2 separate regions of the Anser cygnoides genome follow, and region 1 is linked to region 2. Evidence: chromatin contacts called from public Hi-C data. All regions are on one chromosome and are shown on one strand. Each heading gives the region's core, a stretch centred on a gene start, on an enhancer-like site or on the middle of the called end of the contact. The rest is flanking DNA. Distances are from core to core; before and after follow the strand shown. Region 1 holds the start of SLCO2A1 (solute carrier organic anion transporter family member 2A1). Region 2 overlaps RYK (receptor like tyrosine kinase).

Region 1 (3,405 bases), core at 374-2,873, 54 kb after region 2:
TTGGAACCCCATTCCAGCACCTTGTTAGAGCAGAGCTAGCTCGGGGCTTTCGCTGCAAGACGAAGTCCTTAAGCCGTGCATGCCACTAATAGCTGAAACCCCCAAACTGGCCTTTTCAATTTAGATTTGCCAGCTTTGCTTGTCTTATACCCTATATCTAGATAAGCTGCCAAGTATTGGGCAATGCTCATTGCTTGGGAAAAACCTCACTGGAAGCTTAATTCTGTGGGAATGGACCAAGGCAGTGTGTGGAGTGGGCGTTTTTCTGCCTCTGGTGGGGGTCTTGGCATGGGGACGCCAGCCCCACGCACCACTTCGCTGCGCAGAGGAGATTTTGCAGGGAAAGGCGACAGCAGCTGCTGCTGGAGCTGGTTGTTATAACAAAGTGAGCGTCATGGTTCTGCAGAATAAACGGAAATGACGGAGCTGCTCGCCAGCAGGCTAGGAATTCCCTGAAAAATGGGATCAGCAGCACATGGGGCTCAAGGGGGGTGAGCAGAGGAGCTGTCTGCATTCTTGAGCTGAGCTTTCCTATCAGCGATGTCGACATTTCGGTGCCATCACATCTCTTAGAGCTGAGAGATGGGTAGCAGGGCTTGGCATTGCATCCTGACCCCAAACCCAGCAAATCTGGGGATGGGAATAGCAAAAGCGGGGAAAAAAGATTGGAAAAAAGGATGCTTGCTTCGCCAGCTGCAGGCAGGGACTGTCCGCCTGTCCCTGTACCTGGTGCTCTCCGGCCATCAGGAAGCAGACACCGAAAAGTAGCTCATTTTCCCTTGGCCATGTGGGTTTTTGCACCGCTCTCAAGCCCCATGGCTGGTGGGACTGGTGCTGCGCCCCAACAGCAGAGGGGAGCATGTGGGTCCCTCTCCCACGGGCGCAAGGCACCCTCTCGTGGTGAGCAGCCACCCGTTGGTGGCGCCCGGTGACAGCAGGGCCCCTTCACCCAGCTCCTCGGCATCTCTGCCCTCCTTTGCCAAGGATCCCATGGGTTTGGGGGAATCCACATCCTGTAGGGAGTGCTGCCCCCCACCCTGGCACTGCTCTGCTCTAGCCACCCACCCGAGCAGGACCTTGGGGTGCCAGTGGGACCCTGTGCTCGGTGGGGACCCCCTCCCCGGGACCCACCAGTACTCCCGCAGCAGAGAAACCATTCAGGGAGGTGAGATTTGGGTTCTCCGGGCTCAGGCCACCCCATTTCCCAGGGGGTCCTCCACACCTATCCGTCTCTCTCTCCCACTTCCCCACTTCATATGGGGAAAGAAGATAATTTTGACAGAGTGCTTGAAGCTGGCTTCCCCCCGCCCTTCTCCCTCTGACACTTTTTCTCTCTCATGATAATAAATCAGTGCTTTGCATAAACAAAGCCCCAGAGAGGTATTACTTAAAACAGCGCCCAGGAACCACACAAATGCAGTTTTTTCCATGAGAGAGAAGCAGGAGGAGTTTTGGGGCTTTTTTTTGGTGGTGTTTGTTTTTTCCTCTGTGACTCCTTGCCAGAGGGAGGGATTTCTCACCACAGTCCTCATCCCCAAAAAGCCCAGATCCGGTGGGCGCCCAGCGGCTTGCCGCGCGCTCGTGTTGGCTTCCTGCAGCTTTAAAGTTCCCTCTACACCCAAAGGAAAAGAGGGAGGAGAAAGGGTTTCATCATCACTCCCGAGAGCAGACTTATAAAAACTTTGCGCTCACGCTGCCTGGCTCACTCACGGGCTCGCTGGGTTTTCGGAGCGGGACGGGACAGAGCGGGACGGCGCTGGCGAGCGCTCACCGTCTCGGGAGCCTGCACACAGAGCCCAGCTCCTCGGGGAGCCCAGGGAGGCCAGCACACCATGGGAGTCCACCCCGAAGCCAGCAAGTCCCCAGCTGACGTCCCCAAAAGCTCCAGCACCTGCTCCCGCGGTATCTTCTGCAACATCAAGGTAAGGAGCGGTGCTCCAGCGGCGATGCGGGAGGAGGAGGCTGGCCCCGAGAGCAGCCCTGGTGCAAGCTGCTGGTAAAGCGAAGGCTGCTTGCAAAGGTGCAGATAACGAATCTCACGTCTTTGGTCCCGAATAACGCCGTGGAGGACCAGGGGCTCAGTGTGCCGTGGGCTGCGGGGCTTGCCTGTCGCATCCAGGACACGGTGTGCCGCCGCTTAGGGAATGATTAACCACATCCTGGTGCTAAAGGAAAACACTGCCCTATAATAACGTCGATTCGCTTGAAAAGCCTTGGTGGGGAGAAGGGTGGTTTGTGAACGGCAGGGCCGGCTGGCACATCCCCAGCAGGGAGGGGGACTTTCCTGCTTTGCCTTGCAGTGTTTGAGACAGCCAGGCGCAATTTTGGGGCTCACAGCAGGAGAAAGCTGTGGCAGAGGGGGACCCCTTGCCTGGGTGTGCTTCCCACTGGCGTTATCGAACACGGGTGTAGGTTTGCAGCGTGCCAGCAGTGCTGTGAGGACGGCTTTGTCTGCGCTTCTCAGCTAAGCACAGCTTTGGGAAGCCGGGGTGCAAGCGTCACGGCCCGGGATGGGTTTGGTTTTTATTTGTTGCCAAGTGACAATGCTTTGGGTTCGCGGGCGATCGCCCCAGGAGTGCGTTGGCAGCCAGTCCATCCAGTCCCACATCCCCGAAGGTCCCTGCTGCTGTCTCAGCGGGTGGCTTGATGGCCCTTTCTGGCTGTGAGCTGCAGGAGGAAGAGCTCGAGATCACCCCAGGTTATAAATAGGATAATGGAGAGCTGCATGTATGGGGGGGGCAGAGGGGACTGGTGAAAAAGGTGGCCCCAGCCTCCTTCAGGCTGTGCTGGTAGTGACCATGGCTCAGGTGGGTGAAGCTGTAAAAGCATTGCTAATCAGTGCTTTTTCTGAGGCCATAAAACTACAGGGATTAAAAAAACAAAAAAACAAAACAAAAAAAAAAACAACCCACCGCCACCAAATGTAAATTCATTTCTCCAAGGATGCTTGGTCAGGGGCTGCATTCAGGACCCCTCAGTGGCAGGTGGCACTGGGATGTCACAGGCAGGGTGACCCCACAAGCAGGAGGTGCCATCCGAGCCTCCCCCAGTCCAAACACAGCTGCACCACGGGCAGGCTGGAGAGTGAAAGAAGCTCTTTGAAGAAAAATATATATATATTTTTTTTTCTAAATGGAGAGGAATAAACCTCATTTTAATGCAGCCCCACGCCAGCACCATGCAGGATATTAAGGAATAGTTTGGGCTCTATCAAAGTACCCTTGCTGACATCGGATGGGTGATGTGTACTGTCTGGGATGGAGCTGGGACAGCCACCCATGTGACTGGTTCTTGCTTTTAGGAGCAAATGTATATAAAGGGACAGGCATTGCCACCTCCCACCCTTTTCTGACCTGTTCACTCTTCCCATGTTGCGCGGTTTGCTTTAAAATATATATATACACA
Region 2 (3,125 bases), core at 36-2,535:
TTTCATAATCCGAAGTACACTTAAGTACTAGTTTTAACTCTTTGTAAATTTGTATTTCACTTCTGTTATCTGCTGCCCTTTCAGCAGACACTGAAACGTTAAAGCAGTTATCTTCCTTCCCCAGTTCTACTTCAGGTTCATTTTTTACTTTCTGATTTAATTTGAACGGATTGCTGAGCAAAGAGCCTTTGACTTGTTGCTGTATGCTGCTGTGCCTCCAGGTTCCTCCACTGTTAAGTAGGCAAATAACACTACTCCCAAATCATGCTTCGCTCCGCTCTTTTCTATGGTTTAAATCTGTGTGTACATTTGTAATGTAAGAAAACCAGAACAGCATTCCCCACTTTAGTGGCGTTGTGTTGAATCACTTCCAGAATGCATTAAAATTGGGCTTGAATTTGAAAATGTAAATTGCCTTGCTTTGGAAAATAAATGTGTGGTTGTGGCATGGAAACAAACATTAGAAATAGCTTTGCTATTAAGATCGGAGGAGAAATCCTGCTGTGTTGGAATTCTAACAACACTAAGCATGGTGACCTACTCCGTGGCCTCCTTGGGTTGTTGGATGGATGTTTGTTTTAACATCGGGTATTTGAGGTCTGTACGATGAGTGGTTGCCTTGTAAAGCAGAGAGCTGATGTGTGAAAGTACAGCCCTTACCTGAATGGCTCTGTAGCTCTCTCAGACTTGCACCTGTAAGAGAACTGTGAAGAGGAGCAAAGTTTTTTTTAACCCCTTCACTTCAGTGGTGGGCAGATCAGATGTTGCTGGCATCTACCTTAACTTGTCACTCACTGCTGGGACCTCCTGAAGTTTTAAAGCATCAGTGTTTGTGCGTGTATGTCCTCTTCCCCCTATAAAAAGTAGATTGGATTGTGACTACTTGCATTCATTTTGATTTGATTTATAGCTCCTAACTTCCTTTAACAGCTCATTCTCCTATTGAAGGCAAGTTCTAAAAATGTCTACCAGTGCAACAGAGGTGAACTCAGGATAGTCTTTGATTGTTCAATTTCTTCAAAAACCAAAGACTTGCTGAGAAGGGTTAAAGCAGTATTCAGATGTGTGTAATCTTTGAACTGTGATTGAATTCTGCCTTGGGAGAAATTTTATGTAATGAATTGTTCTGCAGAAGCAGCAGTAATTAAAAAGAACGTGTTGATAGTAGGAGTATTTCTCACCTCAAGCTGAATATTTACAGTCAGGATTTTAATTTCCTAGTCTCAGTTCCTATGGACACAGTGTGGGACTGCTGTGCTTGCCCATGTGCTTTTCTCCCTTCAGTAACTTGAGCTAGTGGACTTTGTCACAGTATGTTTGGCAAAGCCTGCAAATTTGAAAGATAATTGAAGTAGTACAACCCGTGTGAAAACAGATAGCCATATATAAAGTGGATTGTATAAATACATTGATGTTAGGGAAAGTCTGCTGTGCAAGCTTGTAATGAGACAGATGGAAGTTGGCATAGGAATAAGACACCACAGATGGGTCCAAAAGTGAGAAAAGCTTTAGGTAAAGTATCTTTTCAGATGCTGCTGTCAGGAGTCGTGTTCACTGGAAGCCTTGATTGCCTAGCTGCTGTGCTTTGTGGAGCTACTTCTGATAGGAATGCTGAAAGAAATTGCTGTGTGTTGCTGTCTGTAGTAGGCTATGGAAAGGCTCTGGAATATCTTGTTTGAATTTTGAAACCTTTGGTTACGTTGTGCTTTTTCTTTACCTTCCTGCTCTCTGAAGTAATTTATTTTAATGACCGAGGTGCGATCTGAAGTCTGAAGCTGTAATACAGCATTTGCTAATTTGTGATTCTGGAAGATCTGACCTAAAATGTTGTTCTTGAAAGCCATCCAGCTAATCAGATAACCCAGCGCAATATTCAAGTAATTGCTGCTTTTCATCTCTGGTGGGTAATTTGAGGTGTGGAGCGACTCTTCCTGACGTACAACCACCCAGTGAACGCACGGCATGATGCTCTGCCATTGCTGGAGCACCCAGTCTCGTAGCAAGCAAATAGGTGCAATTTGTGTCATCGCAAAACTCCCTGTAAACATGTCAGCTGTGTCATGATGATTCATGTGACTGACAGTGCTGGTAAATGAGGATTTAAAGCACAGTTTTGCAGATGGGATCCTGGAAGTGGGTAAAAAGCAAGTAGGTGCTCTGTCCCCAGGAACCAGGAGGGGCCTCAGCACATAAAACGCTTGCCAGAATTGTGTGGGGAGATTAGCCTCATACATGAAAGTGGCAGTGCCAAGAGCCCCATTGTGCCTGGCTGTATACAAATAACGTAATAGTGTGAGATAAACTTGTAGCCATATCAAAGCTTCCAGAAATCCTAGCCTGTTCTTGCTCCGTGCCCCAAGGTAGACTTTCCCAGTCATTGCCTTGTAACAGCAAGGGTAAGATCATCTTCACAGTTCTGGGAGGCACCTACATCATCTGTCTTAAATCGCTTCTGGTCTTGCTTTTGAGCACCTTACAAAAATTGGGCCCTTCTTGTCCTAACTGAACATCTAGAATCACTGCTGTCTCCCAGATATTTGTCCTAACTCATGTCATCTCCATTTTGTTTGCAATTCAAGTACTCAGCTGTTGATGTGTGACAGCTTTGTGAAAATAGATGATGCTTTCTCAGGGCTGAGCAGCAGTGTCCTGACTGTACCTCAGCTCACTATCATCAGGCCGCAGCTCCATGGATTGCTGAGTACAGAGGTATTCCCAATCACAAATAGCATTAATATCTCAAAGGGAAGTTTAGCTTTTTTTAGGGCTTTGAAGATGATGTGCAACAAGCCTTGCCCAGGATTGTTCAGCTTCAACTCAACACTGTTTCCTGATGACGAATCTAATGCATGTGAGACTGCGGCCTCCTGTTGTGGCTATTCTGATTTGAGAGGTTTATGGCCCTGTGGGAGGTTTTCCCCTTTCTTTTCCCCCCATTCTCTCCTGTTTACCTGTATGAGTGGCCATATTCAGATCAAATAACCTCACAGATCCCATACAAAAAGAAAACAAGCCGCAAAAGCTTGTGGGCATTCTTGTGTGTTTGACAAGATCATTCTACAAGTCTTATTTTGCGTGGCTACAGAAACAAGAAAATACTAAATAAAACCATTGAAAAACAAAAT

Evidence for each region. Hi-C and Micro-C count contacts between places; a contact is called where the count stands out from the background.
Region 1: a Hi-C map of fetal liver shows a contact between it and region 2, with 1.9 times the contacts expected there. The contact joins the promoter of SLCO2A1 here to the enhancer-like site in region 2. A contact is called at or near these places in 2 of 7 Hi-C or Micro-C datasets (fetal liver and liver).

The regions. Positions count from the first base shown.
Region 1 is chr9:11,602,826-11,606,230 of Taihu_goose_T2T_genome, forward strand. It overlaps SLCO2A1 (solute carrier organic anion transporter family member 2A1), which reads left to right and starts at 1,624. Exons shown (of 14, transcript XM_013186315.3): 1 at 1,624-1,922. The coding sequence starts at 1,833.
Region 2 is chr9:11,549,521-11,552,645 of Taihu_goose_T2T_genome, forward strand. The region is part of intron 9 of RYK (receptor like tyrosine kinase); the gene reads left to right. Among named protein-coding and RNA genes, the nearest start is that of RYK, 41 kb to the left of the region's middle. Within about 2 kb of position 1,286, at least 1 of the 3 cell types and tissues checked has open chromatin away from gene starts, as enhancers often do. A contact at or near this core is called in fetal liver, where this site is marked.